Linked DNA regions of Muntiacus reevesi: region 2 is linked to region 1. The links are chromatin contacts, called in public Hi-C maps. All regions are on one chromosome and are shown on one strand. Each heading gives the region's core, a stretch centred on a gene start, on an enhancer-like site or on the middle of the called end of the contact. The rest is flanking DNA. Distances are from core to core; before and after follow the strand shown.

What was found. A called contact is a pair of places that touch in the nucleus more often than the background predicts.
Region 2: a Hi-C map of blood shows a contact between it and region 1, with 2.1 times the contacts expected there. The contact joins the promoter of DNAJC22 here to the promoter of MCRS1 in region 1.

Annotation. Positions count from the first base shown.
Region 1 is chr4:146,433,074-146,439,031 of mMunRee1.1, reverse strand. It overlaps MCRS1 (microspherule protein 1), which reads right to left and starts at 2,935. Exons shown (of 15, transcript XM_065934485.1): 1 at 2,839-2,935; 2 at 1,569-1,688; 3 at 921-1,059; 4 at 435-573. The coding sequence starts at 1,578.
Region 2 is chr4:146,634,747-146,640,970 of mMunRee1.1, reverse strand. It overlaps DNAJC22 (DnaJ heat shock protein family (Hsp40) member C22), which reads left to right and starts at 3,281. Exons shown (of 3, transcript XM_065932122.1): 1 at 3,281-3,412; 2 at 4,101-5,058; 3 at 6,113-6,224. The coding sequence starts at 4,219.

The sequences.
Region 1 (5,958 bases), core at 1,686-4,185:
TTTTTGCTGATGGTGCCCCCAACCCTGGAGTAGAGGGTGGGTGGGGAGGATACCAGGAAAACACTCTTGCTGGTACAGTGTCTGGGGCCAGAGCAATGCCACCTGGGGGTTATTTTTACACCCAGCAATGCTGGGAACAGGCTGTCTGCTCCCAGAATAGATGCACGCTCTATGCCTCCCACACAGAATGTGATACAGGATGTGCTGACAGGGTGGGGGGGGGGGGGGGGGGCGGGGTGCAGCAAGAAAGGGGGAGTAGTGAGATGGGCTCCCAGGAGAGAGGCATCTGAGGTTGGGGCTGGGGCGGCTTGATCCTCTCACAAGCCTCCTCTGCAGGGCTCTTGCCAGCTGGCGAAGGTTGTGGGGAAACACGAAATCTGGCACTGGCCCCCACCAGTGGGGCACTGGCTACTCCCCATTCTCCCAATCCTTACCTTCTTCTTCTCACTGGAGGAAGGTTCGCTCCCCGAACAGCGCCCTGGTTCCACCCCACTGGCCCCCTTCGCCCGGGTAGAGGACTTAGCCAGGCTGCTCTCCACCAGCTCATCATCGAACTTCTTCCTCTTTATGAACCTGTGAAGAGTCCTACTCAGAGAGCTCTCTATGCCCCACCCCCAGTACCCACTCACCCACACCCAGCCTCTAAAGGAGAGCAGGTTCCCAGTAGTCAGAGTGCTCACTGCTCTGGCTCAGTGGTCAAGGCATGGAACCTCTATGCCTCAACCCTCTGAGATGACTGGGTACCACACTACAAAGACTTCACATCAAAGACCTAAGATCTCCTTCCTTTGCTCAGTCTCAAGGAGAGGGACTTAGTAAGGTCGGGAAAAGCACAAGCCTCTGCCAACGCAGGCCCCAGAGGGATGCAGGGGTGAAGGCATGCTGCAGTCTCAGTTTCTGGCCCTTCAAACCCTTATTACCTGGAGGAGCTTCTCCGTTTAGGGATGGTCCCCAAGGCCTGAGAGGAGGCCCGCTTCTGCCCTGCCAGTGACTCCTCATCCTCTGAGCGGCTGGCAGTGCCCGATGCCATCAAGGATGAATCTAGCAGCCCCTGAGAATCTAGAAAAAAGAGAAGTGGTGAAGTCAGACCTCCTAATTGCCCAGCAGAGCCTTGAACCTCTGCACAGGGGACCCCTCCTCAGCCCCCCTTTTCCCAGCCAGCCCTCTTGGTCCCTCCCCTGTCTCCTTGACATTTGAGGTTTTAAGGTGGGAGTTCCTTGGCCATCCAGTCCCATCTGGGCCCAGACCTTCCACGCTGGGCAGTTCTCCCGGTGCCACGTGTCATGTCGTGCAGCACATGGTGCTCAGGTCAGACTGGTGATGCCGACACACCGGGCTCTGGGCATAACTGCTCCCTCTGCCATCAAAATGCAGCCATGCCAAAGAGCAGCAGCTCAACAGAAAGTCAGTCAATTGTGGCCTCTGCCGAGAGGTACGTGGGTGGTGCTGGCCCAGGGGGAGGTGGCAATGCCCAGCCAGGACCGAAAGACACACGTGCCAGGCACGGGGTGGAATCAGCAGATGCTTGGCGCCTGAGCGTTTGGGGAGCTGGCCCGGCCTCATACTACCTTTGTCCATCCTCTTACAGTCCCAAAGCCACTGGTTCCAAACCACAGGGCTAGAAGGAAAGGTCCCACAGGCTCATCCAAGGATTCTGACCAGGTGAGCTTAGAGGCCGAGAGGAGATTCTGCAAAGGAGAAATGAGGCTCCCTAAGACTCAGATTTCCATCTGGCCAGCCTCACCTCCTTATACTGGAACTGGTCCTCAGCATCCCATAAGCTAGTGAAAACACCAGAAGAGACACAATATATTCTGCCAACACGACCCTAATAAACCAGTAGCCTTTTGAAGGTCACCAACATCTCTGAGACAGTGACAAAAGCTAGGGACCCTAGAAAAATGTACACATTTCAGGAAGTTCACAACTTCCTTTAATTCTACCAACAGCCCCTAGGTGAAGGGCCTTGACTCCAAACTAGCAAGAAACAAAGGATTCTTGGCTCACTTTTGCTTTGTCAGCGGCCCACTCAGCTCCCCTCCCAGTCCCAAGCACGGGAAAGGAAAAGGAGATAGGACTCTAACCAGTCTACCTCACTTTTTTTTTTTCATTTTAAGCTTTGGCTTAAGATTTAGAGGGTGTTACTTCGTGGAAGAAAAAAACGCGGCTTGGTCACTGAGCAAACATCAACCGCCATCTGGGGGACCCTCGCCTAAGACCGGAGAACTCAGGTACTGGGGACTTTCCGGTCCCGCCCACCCTGATCAGGGACGCTTCTGACCAGGAGGCGCTCCAGCCCTACTCCCAGGTGCGCTCGTCAAACCGCTCCAACGTATACGGTTGGGAATTTAGCCACTTGGGGAAAGGGTGAAGAGCCCGATGCCGCCGTTACACTGAGGCAGGGTCTGCGCCCCCTTCCTTTTCTGGCCCTCTGCCCTTCGTTTTCCCCGCCAAATGCACACCCAAAGTAGGGAATTTGTCCGGGTCTATTTCAGGGGCTCGGGATAGAAGTGGTGAAGTCGGTCCTGCAACTCAAAAGCAAAGCACCGAATGAACCCCGATGCTCTCGGAGCTTTAAGCTCCAGGGGCCGGTGGCGAGGGAAGGGAGTCAACTCCCAGCCTAATTCTCACCCCACCTTTGGCGTGCTACCTTTGCGCATGCGTAACTTCTCGGACCAGATTCTAGCCCGGTCCGGCCCACGCATGCGCAGATTTTCGGGGCGCTACCGGGGCGGGGCCCCAAACCTGGGGGGGATCGTACCCGGCAGCACTCTGGGAAACCCCATTTCACCCCCAACTCTCCTCATCAATGATCAAAGGCGAACCGCGAAGTCTCACCATTCCTAGGCTGCCAGTTCCAACACTTTCTCCGCGGCGACGGCAGCAGCCGCAGGGCCAAGGCCGGCTTCCGTGAGGTTCGTCTACTTCCGGGTCTACGAACTAAGGGTTGAGCAATCCCTTCCGGTTCGCCCCGAATGCGTAAGTAAAGGGGCGTGGCCATGGTAGCGAAGAAATTCCTGTTTTGTTATCAGCCGAAATTAAAATCTTTCCTAAGTGAAACAACTTATTGGGAGACATCGGGTATTATAGGCCCCAAGTTGGAGGAAGTGATTAAAGGGAAAGGCAAGACTTGGAGCAGGATAGCCTGAGTGGCTAGGTGAGGCAACCCTGGGAGGGGGTGGACCGGAGGGTGGGGCCGCGCAGCTACTAGATTTCGGCTTCCGAATCTTGCCGCCTTGCTAGAGATCTAGGACTCTTGATAGTTTCCCAGGATCACTTATAGATTGTTTGATTCCACCAGCGGTTTTAGAGAAACTGCTCTGTGGCAGGCCTGTGCTAGGCACAATATGGGGAGACGGTGTTGAGGAGCTCCCTCCAGCCGGAGAGATGTGGCGTACAGAAGGGGCCGGGAGGTTGATGTCTAACGAAAGGATGGAGAGTTGTGAGCCGCGGCTCTAGAGAGCAGAGGCCAAAAAGAGAGAGTAGAGGCGCTGGGAGAAGGAGTGCCCTTGCAATCAGCCCCACCACGCCTGGATTGCTGGAGGGAGCTGTGGGTCCCGGGAGGTAAGATGACCCGCGGAAGCACCTTCAGGGGGGAAACCCTGAAGATGGGAGGACAAGCTTACAGGATAAGTTGGGCATTTGAGGGTGTGAGAGCTGCCTTGAGAAACCAGAAAGACTGTCCTCTAAAAGAGTTTCTATTTGTTTTATGCTTCCTTGGAGGGACATAGAAGTGTAATAGCTCTAAAGAAACATACTGCAGCTCAGAATAAGAAAGATACAATTCCAAAGCTGTCTAGCAGCTAGGTTGGACCCCTCAGTGGAGGTGTCAAGTACTCCTCACCTGAACATTGCCAGGTGATTCAGGTGTTAGATGGGAGGCTGGCCCTTCCGGCCCTGAGAGTGTATGATAGCCTTCATACATTCTCAGGGGACAAGAGTACCCTGTTCATTTGTGATCTTGCTTAATGAGCATTAACCTACTGTATTTCCCCTGAAAGACTGTATTTTCTGATACCAGATGTGATGGACTATACTAAATATAGCATAGTAGCTATACTAGGTGAGAGTTATCACAGAGGTCTCTAAGGAGATGAGGGTTGAATTGAGATTTGACATTTGATAAGGGATCAGTTGGGCAAAGAGCTGGGGTAAGATGGCCTAGTCAGCGGGGACAGTATAGCTCCAAAGCAGAAAAGAATTTGGAGAGACTGAGGAACAGGATGGAGATTAGTGTGGCTGGAGCAGTATGATCAAGAAAAAGAGAGGAGGGGATGAGAACAGAGAGGTCATCACGGCAGATCATTTTAGGCCTTGTATTTCATGCTATGAATTTTGGCCTTTATTCTTTTTTAAAAAAAAAAAACTATATTAACTATATTTATTTACTTTTGGCTGTACCACATGGCACGGAGGATCTTAGTTCCCTGACCAGGGATCAAACCTGTGCGCCCTGCAGTGGCAGCATGGAGTCTTAACCACTGGACCACTAAGGAGTCCCCTTGGCCTTTACTTTTATTGCATTAGAAAGTCCTTAAAAGATGCAAAAACATCCATTCTGTGATATGATTTACTTTTATAAATGATCCATTTTCCTGCTTGTGGAGAATGGATTGTAGGGAAGTAAGAGGAAGCAGAGAGAACAGGGAAGAGGCTACTGTATCAATCCAAATAAGAGGTAAACTCAGGTGGTTTAGCTGGGTTGTGGGGGCAGTGAAAATGGACAGACATAGTAACTTTGATGTGTATTTTGGAGGTAGAACCACAGGGACTTGCTTATGGATTGGATTTGGGATATGAGGGAAAAGGAAAAATCAAGGATAAGATCTAGATTTTTGGCCTGAGTAACTGGATGGATACTAGACAACCCCTCCCACCCTGTCTTTAGAATATATCCAGAATCTGGTTGTATCTCACCAGCTTATCCACTATTTCCTGATCCAAATCCCCTGGATTCATCGTCTCCCACTTAGACTATTGCAAGAGTTCCCTAACTAGTCTCCCAGCTTTCATCTTTACCACCTCTTCTCCAGTTTCTTTATAGCAGCTAGAGTATTCCCGTCAAAATAGAAATCCATGCGTGTCAAGCCTCTGCTCAAAATTCTCCATCATCCTTGGAATAAAAGCTTATGGTCTAGCCATAATCTTAAGTGTTGGGGATTCCAACATTTAAGGTAAGGTAGAGGAACCCATTCCCATGCATTTTAGTTCACGATTACTAAGATGTCCATGTCAATCTTGCCATCTCCTGCTTGACCATGTCCAATTTACTTGATTCATGGAACTAACATTCCAGGTTCCTATGCAACAGTGTTCTTTACAGCTTTGGTCTACATTCACCACCAGACACATAGGCAACTGAGCATCGTTTCTGCTTTGGCCCATCTGCTTCATTCTTCCTGGAGCTGCTAGTAACTGCCTTTGCTCTTCCCCAGTAGCATATTGGACACTGTTCGACCTGGGCAGGGGTGGGTGCTCATCTTCCAGTGTCATATCTTTTTGCCTTTTCATACTGTTTTCCTGGTTCTTCTGGCAAGAATACTGGAGTGGGTTGCCATTTCCTTCTCCAGTGGACCACGTTTTGTCAGAACTCTTCACTATGACTTGTGTGTCTTGGGCAGTCCTGCAAAGCATATCTCATAGCTTCATTGAGTTATACAAGTCCCTTCGCTATGACAAGGCTGTGATCCATGAAGGGGCCTCAGATATGCAGATGATACCACTCTAATGGCGGAAAGTGAAGAGTAACTAAAGAGCCCTTTGATGAGGGTCAAAGAGGAGAGTGAAAAAGCTGGCTTGAAACTCAATATTCAAAAATCTAATAAGATCATGGCATCTGATCCCATCACTTTATGGCAACTAGAAGGGGAAAAAGTGGAAGCAGTGACAAATTTTATTTTCATGGGCTCCAGTATCACTGTGGATGGTGACTGCAGCCATGATTTTAAAAGATGCTTG
Region 2 (6,224 bases), core at 2,032-4,531, 200 kb before region 1:
GGGTCTCTGGTCCTGTTTTGGTCAATGTGTCTTTGAGCCACTTTCCCTTGGCTTGTTCTTCTTTAAACATAGGGTGTCTCTTGGAACCCTCTCTATTTTTGTCTCTGTACCCTCTTTGTGTCTGTATATCTCCAGGTTTAGGAATCTCTTCCAAATTTTCCCCCCTACATTTAGGGGTCTCTCTTTGTTTCTCTGGGGCTTCACCCTCTCGTCATACCCAACAGTGAGGCCCATGGGGACGGGGAAGGGAGTAGAACTTCCTTCCTGCAGCCATCCAGAGGCGACTGCAACCTAAGGATGGCTAGGTAATGCCAGGGCCGGGACACGGCCGGGTCGCTTCTCATTCAGGGCACAGACACTTGGTCGATGCCCGGCTGTCCGCCCCTCTCCCCACCCCCAAGCCGCCCTCCTCCAAGCCCCCGCCCCCTCCGCCCGCCCGGAAAAGGCAAATTTGACATTTTTAAATCCCGAGCCTTGGAGGGATCGATGCGGCCCCGGGGCCCCGCCCGGGGTCGATATTCCTGATTGGGAAGCGGCCGCTGAGCGGAGCGCGCGTGTAAATCACCCGGACTGGGGGAGGGGGCGCGGGAGCCGACCGCTTCCCAGACGCTGGGAGCCACGCGGGGTCCCGGCTCGACCCCACCCCAGGGCAACGGAATGAGGAGAGAGATAGGCCTCAGACCCGGAGACAAGCCAGCCCTTGGACTCCCGCCTCCCCCACCCATCTCTAACTCTGTGGGCCGGCTCCGGTCTCGCTTCAGCGGCCGCCACCCTCCGTTGCCCCTGGAGCCGCCGGGGAGGCCGGTGTCGGAGCCAGCCATGCGGCGGCTTCTCTCCGGCCGCTCCCGCGGGGCCTGGGCTTCGGCGGCGGCTGTCACGAAGCCGACAGGCCGGGCCGGCCGCGAAGGGGAGGGTGGCGGGGGAGAGGTGGGGGGACGGCTGGCGCGGATATGGCTCACAGTGGGCGCGCAACAGATGTTTGCGGGATTGAGGGACAGCAAGGCGGCGTGGGCACCGCGCGGCGCTGAGCCGGGGCTGAAGGCGGGGGTGGGGGGCGGGGGCAGTCCAGACCTGTCGGGGGTGAGAATCTGGCCTTCTAGCGGGGGTGAGCAGGTGCCCCTGGCGCTCAGGGGAGGCTGAGTTGGATAGACCACCCCCCACCCCGCCCCCGGTCAGTGGACCAGGGTAGCAGAGAACAAAAGATAATGGGGGTGAGAAGGCAAGTTCGGACCCCACCTACAGCCGCCTCCGCCGCTCCTGCCCTCCAAGCCTCTCATCTCTCGGCTGGAGAAACCGAGGCAGCGGAGGTTGAGAAGGGTCAGGATGGTTAAAAGCGATGTCAGCCACGAGGCTGGGGGTAGCAACCAAAATTCCCGCGTGAGTCTCAATTCACCTACCCGCCCCGGGTCCTCTTGCGGGTAAATACACCGCCACGTTCCCGGTGCCCCCACCCCCCGCCACCGCAGCTCAGACCCTTCGCTCCTGCTTCAGCTTGTCAGATCACCGCCCCTCCAGCCCGCGTCAATCCCCACCCCGCGCCAGTTTATAGAACAACAATTTGGGGAAAACAATCCAGGCCGAGTGACGGCCCCGTAATTGTGACAAAGTGAGTGCGGGCGGCTGGAGAGCGCGCTCAGGCGGGAGCGCGGCGGGGCGAGGCGGAGGTAGGGGCGCCTCCAGTTCGCCCCCCACCCTCTCGTTCCCATTCCGGTCATCTCCCACCCTTCTCCTTGACTCTTCTCCAATTTTTCTTCTCTCGGCTCCTCGCGCCTCCCCTCGCTCGTTCCTCCATCGCTCTTTCCCTTTCCTCTTGGTAACTGCTCTTCTCCAGCCCCCGCCCCGCCGCAGCCCCTCCCCCGGTGCGCTTTTTTCCCTCTCGCTTCTCGCTGTCTCCTCCGCCCTCCACTTGCTTCTCCATCTTTTTCTCGTGCCAGTCGCCTTTGGGACCCTGGCCCCCAGCCCACAAATCCGCTTCTCTCCCAGTCCCGGCTTCCTGAAGTCGAGCCCTGAGCCTCCTCCCGGGTCCCCACCTTCTGGGAGGCCTGCGCGGCCCGGCACACAGGGGGTTCCTCCCGCCCCACAGCGACGGCCCCCAGGCCCAGGCGGGCTGCCTCTCCCCTCCCGCTCCCGTAGCTGCCTCTCCCACCCCTGTCTCTGCGCCCGGAGCCAGTTTGTTTGTCCAGCGGCGGCCTCGGCCGCTCGAGCTGTTTGCGGAGCTTAGCGCGCCGCCGCGCAGTGCCGGCCCAATTAAGTCTCATTCATTATTCAGCGCCCCAGTGCTCCCGCGCCCAGCAGCTGGCGGCTCCAGTGTCGCTTTGATGCCCCTCCCGGCCCTGGCCCCTCCGTGAGTCCTAGGGAGCAGACAAGAGGATCTGCTTTCCCTCCCTGGACCAGGAAGAGGACTGGAGGGGCTGGGAATATAGGAGGGAACAGAATCTGTCGACTGCGGGGAGGCGACAGGGGCAAGACCTCCAGGCCCACCCCACCCCCAAGTCAAAGATGGGGAAACTTGAAGATCCACGCTTTTTCTTTACAGAGGAGGAAACAGGCCCACTCCACCTCCCCAAAGCCAAGGTCACGTAGCAGGGTTGGAGCCCACGACATTGAAGTGAGGGGATCTTGCATCCCACTTCCATCCCAGCCTTGAGGCTGGAGGACACCGCAGATTATTCTCCTGGTGGGGAGGTCCTCACCCCCATCCTTTTCTGCTCATGGATCTCTCTCGCGCCAAAGTCAGCGAGATACAGCTGACTTGGGGTTCCTGAGGGACTCTCAGGTCTCTGGCTTGGATCTAGATGTATTGCCCCTGACTAGCGGGCCTGGAGGCGGGCAATGAGGCAAACTTGAGGGGAGAGCCTCTCTCTGTAGCCGGTACCCTGGTGTCTCTCCCTTAGGCAAATTGGAAATGAAGCCATCCAAGGCAGTCTTGAACGGCAATGGAATAGGGAGAGAGGACTGAAGCCTGAGGTGAGGGACCCATTTGTGAGGGTGCAAAGCGGTGATCAAGGGCTTCTTTTTGCTTTTATAGGCCCCCCACCCCGCCCCGCCTCGCCCTGGGCTCCTTTGCCCCAGCATCTAGACAAGGTGAGCCTGGGGATCCGCCCGACACCTCCCGTCCGCAAGCGGCAGCGCCACCTGGTGGTCGTTCTGTAGTAATGTAGGCGCTCTTGGCCTGGAGTGGGCGCTGCGCCAGCCGGGTTGAGCCTGGGGAGGAGGAATACGCCAGAAAGGTGATCCCTAAGGGGCGAGGGAGGGCCTTGGGGAGGAGGGGCCTGGCCAGGACGGCCCAACTTCCGTGACACAGCAAACACTGAAAGACAAAGTCCACTTGGATGGAAGTGGGAGCGGAATGAGAGGGGCCATTTTGACTGTGGTCAAAGGAAATGTCTGATCTGGAATCCGAGGTACCCAGGTACAGCTGCTCACCCTGGGACTAGCGGGTACTAGTCCCCGGGCCTGAGCCCCACAATATGGAGGGACCTTACAAGTTTGTCGTGGAAGGCGGTGGTTGAAATGTGAGGTTCCTGGGTCCAGGTCAAAATGTAGCTTTCTAGACCTGGAGGGAACTCAGGACCTCTTTCAAGTTTGACTTGTATCAAGATTTCTTGGTCTGGAGAGATGGGAGGCTGGAGAAGGGCTAAAATTTCTGCTAGGGGTCTGTGGGCAGCCACAGTCGGAGTTGGGGAGGGGGGTTAGGTGGTATGGTAGGGGACTTTAAAAGTTGTATAGGAACTTTCCAGGGATATTGTATTTATTCAGTTTTATTTTTTATTCATTTTTATTCACTCACCCCCACTCCCAAACCGAGAGTCCCTTCCAGGAGGTAGGTGGTCTGAGGGGAGGTCTGCAATTTAAGCTTATGCTTTTCTGTCCCTGTGCTGAGTTCTCACTTACTCAACCGAAAGCACTTATAACTTTTTTCTCTAACCTTGGAGTCCCTGTGGTTATAAAGAACAGAGATGAGATTCTAGACCTAAGAATATGGGAGAGCTACAATTGCAGGGACGCTCAGGAAGAGCTGGACTTGACTAATATTGGAAGAAGTGTTACTGTGTTGGGGTCTGGACATAATCTTATGACTGCTTTTTTCCATGTCTTAGGGTCTAAGGATAACTCTGGGGCCATGACTGCCATGATTCTCACAGACGACTCCAGATTTCTGCATTCCAGGCAATGGCAGGTGCCACTGGACTTATTGTGAGACCGTTTTCTTAGAGGATGGCCAAGAGGCTCCTGATGACTTACGCCCTCTGGGCTGTAGGGGGCCCTGCTGGTCTCCACCACCTGTACCTGGGACGGGACAGCCATGCACTGCTCTGGATGCTTACCCTGGGGGGTGGTGGTCTAGGCTGGCTCTGGGAATTCTGGAAGCTCCCAAGCTTTGTTGCTCAGGCCAACAGAGCCCAGGAGCAGAGGCAGAGCTCAGGAAGGGGGATACCTCCTCTAAGTCTCATTCGCTTTGTTGCCCAGATGATAGTGGGCATCTATTTTGGCCTTGTGGCTCTCATTAGCCTTTCCTTCATGGCCAGCTTCTATATTGTGGGCCTCCCTCTGGCAGTTGGCTTAGGGGTCTTGCTGGTGGCTGCCATTGGCAACCAGACATCAGACTTAAAGAACACTCTAGGGGCCGCCTTTCTTACTTCACCTGTCTTCTATGGCCGCCCCATAGCCATCCTGCCCATCAGCTTGGCTGCCAGCATCACAGCCCAGAAGCATCGCCGCTACAAACCTTCAGCTGGGTCAGAGACGCTCAGCGTGCGGCTCTACCGCCTGGGCTTGGCTTACCTTGCTTTCACAGGCCCGTTAGTATACAGTGTCCTCTGCAACACAGCTGTTGCCCTCAGCTATGTGGCAGATACTCTTGGCTCCGTCTTGAGGTGGTTCAGCTTCTTCCCCCTCCTTGGGCGCCTTTTGGAGTCTATCTTCCTTCTACCTTTCCGAGCCTGGAAGCTGCTGGTAGGAGATCATGGCATCAGCAGCAGCTACTTCCAAGAGTGGGCGAAGCTTTATGAGTTTGTTCACGGTTTTCAGGATGAGAAGCGTCAGCTGGCTCTCCAGGTAAGGTTTCTTCCCTCTCATTGCTGTCTAAGATGGCTCCAGGAGTTAGGCTAAGTCTCACTGGGGCTGGTGTGGAGGTACTGTTTTCATGTCTGCTGGGTCAGACCCCAGAAGGGTATCCTGACTTCTCTGGTCTTTTGTGTGCAATGGGTGATGGTTCAGTGACTCTAATAAGGAGTGGGAAAAGATATATGTATGTTATTTTCTTTTTACTGAGGTATAATATGTATATAAAGTACACTAATTTTATGTAGATACCTATTTAACCATCACTCAGATGAAGGTATGGAATATTTCCATAATTAATAAGGTTCCTTTGGGACTTCCCTGCCAGTCCAGTGGTTAAGACTCTGAGCTCCCGTTGTGGGGGTCATGGGTTCGATCCCTGATCAGGGAACTAGGATCCTGTATGCTGCATAGCGCAGCCAAAAACAAAAGAAAACAAAAAAGAAGATTCCCTCATGCCCCTTCCCAATCTATACTCCTTTCCTGGGGAAGAATCTGTATTCAGACAGTTATTACCATAGATTAATTTTGCCCATTCTTGGGCTTCATATAAATGGGAATCATCCAGTGTATACTTTTTTGTGTCTGAGTTCTTTCATTCAACATTATGTTTGTGAAATTTACTCATACACAGGATTATAAATTGTTTTCATAGTTGTTTGATGTCCCATTATGTGAATATACCACAATTTATCTATCCATTCTATTGTCAGTGAACATCTGGATTAGCTGCTACAAACACTCTTGTACATGTCTTTGATGGACATATATGCTTATTTTGCATATATGTAAGGAGGAGACCTTGTCAAGGATGCCAAGTTCCAGGTTGGAAAATGGGCATCTGTGATTAAAAGCAAATCCTGGTTCTTGCCATGAGATCTAGAACTTGTCCATGTTTCAGAAGGTTGGAATTCTAATCTGAGGCTCTCTGCCTTTCCTGCCAGCAAGTGGAAGCCAATTTCAGCCTGGTTTAGGAAGGTAGCGAGGAGAGATCCAGGAGCCCTTACAACTTATGAGGTTCTAATTTGTTAGCTTCTGTTTCCCTAAGGCTTTTGGTCTCTCAGAGGGGGCAACAAATGAAGAAATACATGGCAGATACCGGGAGCTAGTGAAGACCTGGCACCCTGACCACAATCGGCACCAGATGGAGGAAGCTCAGA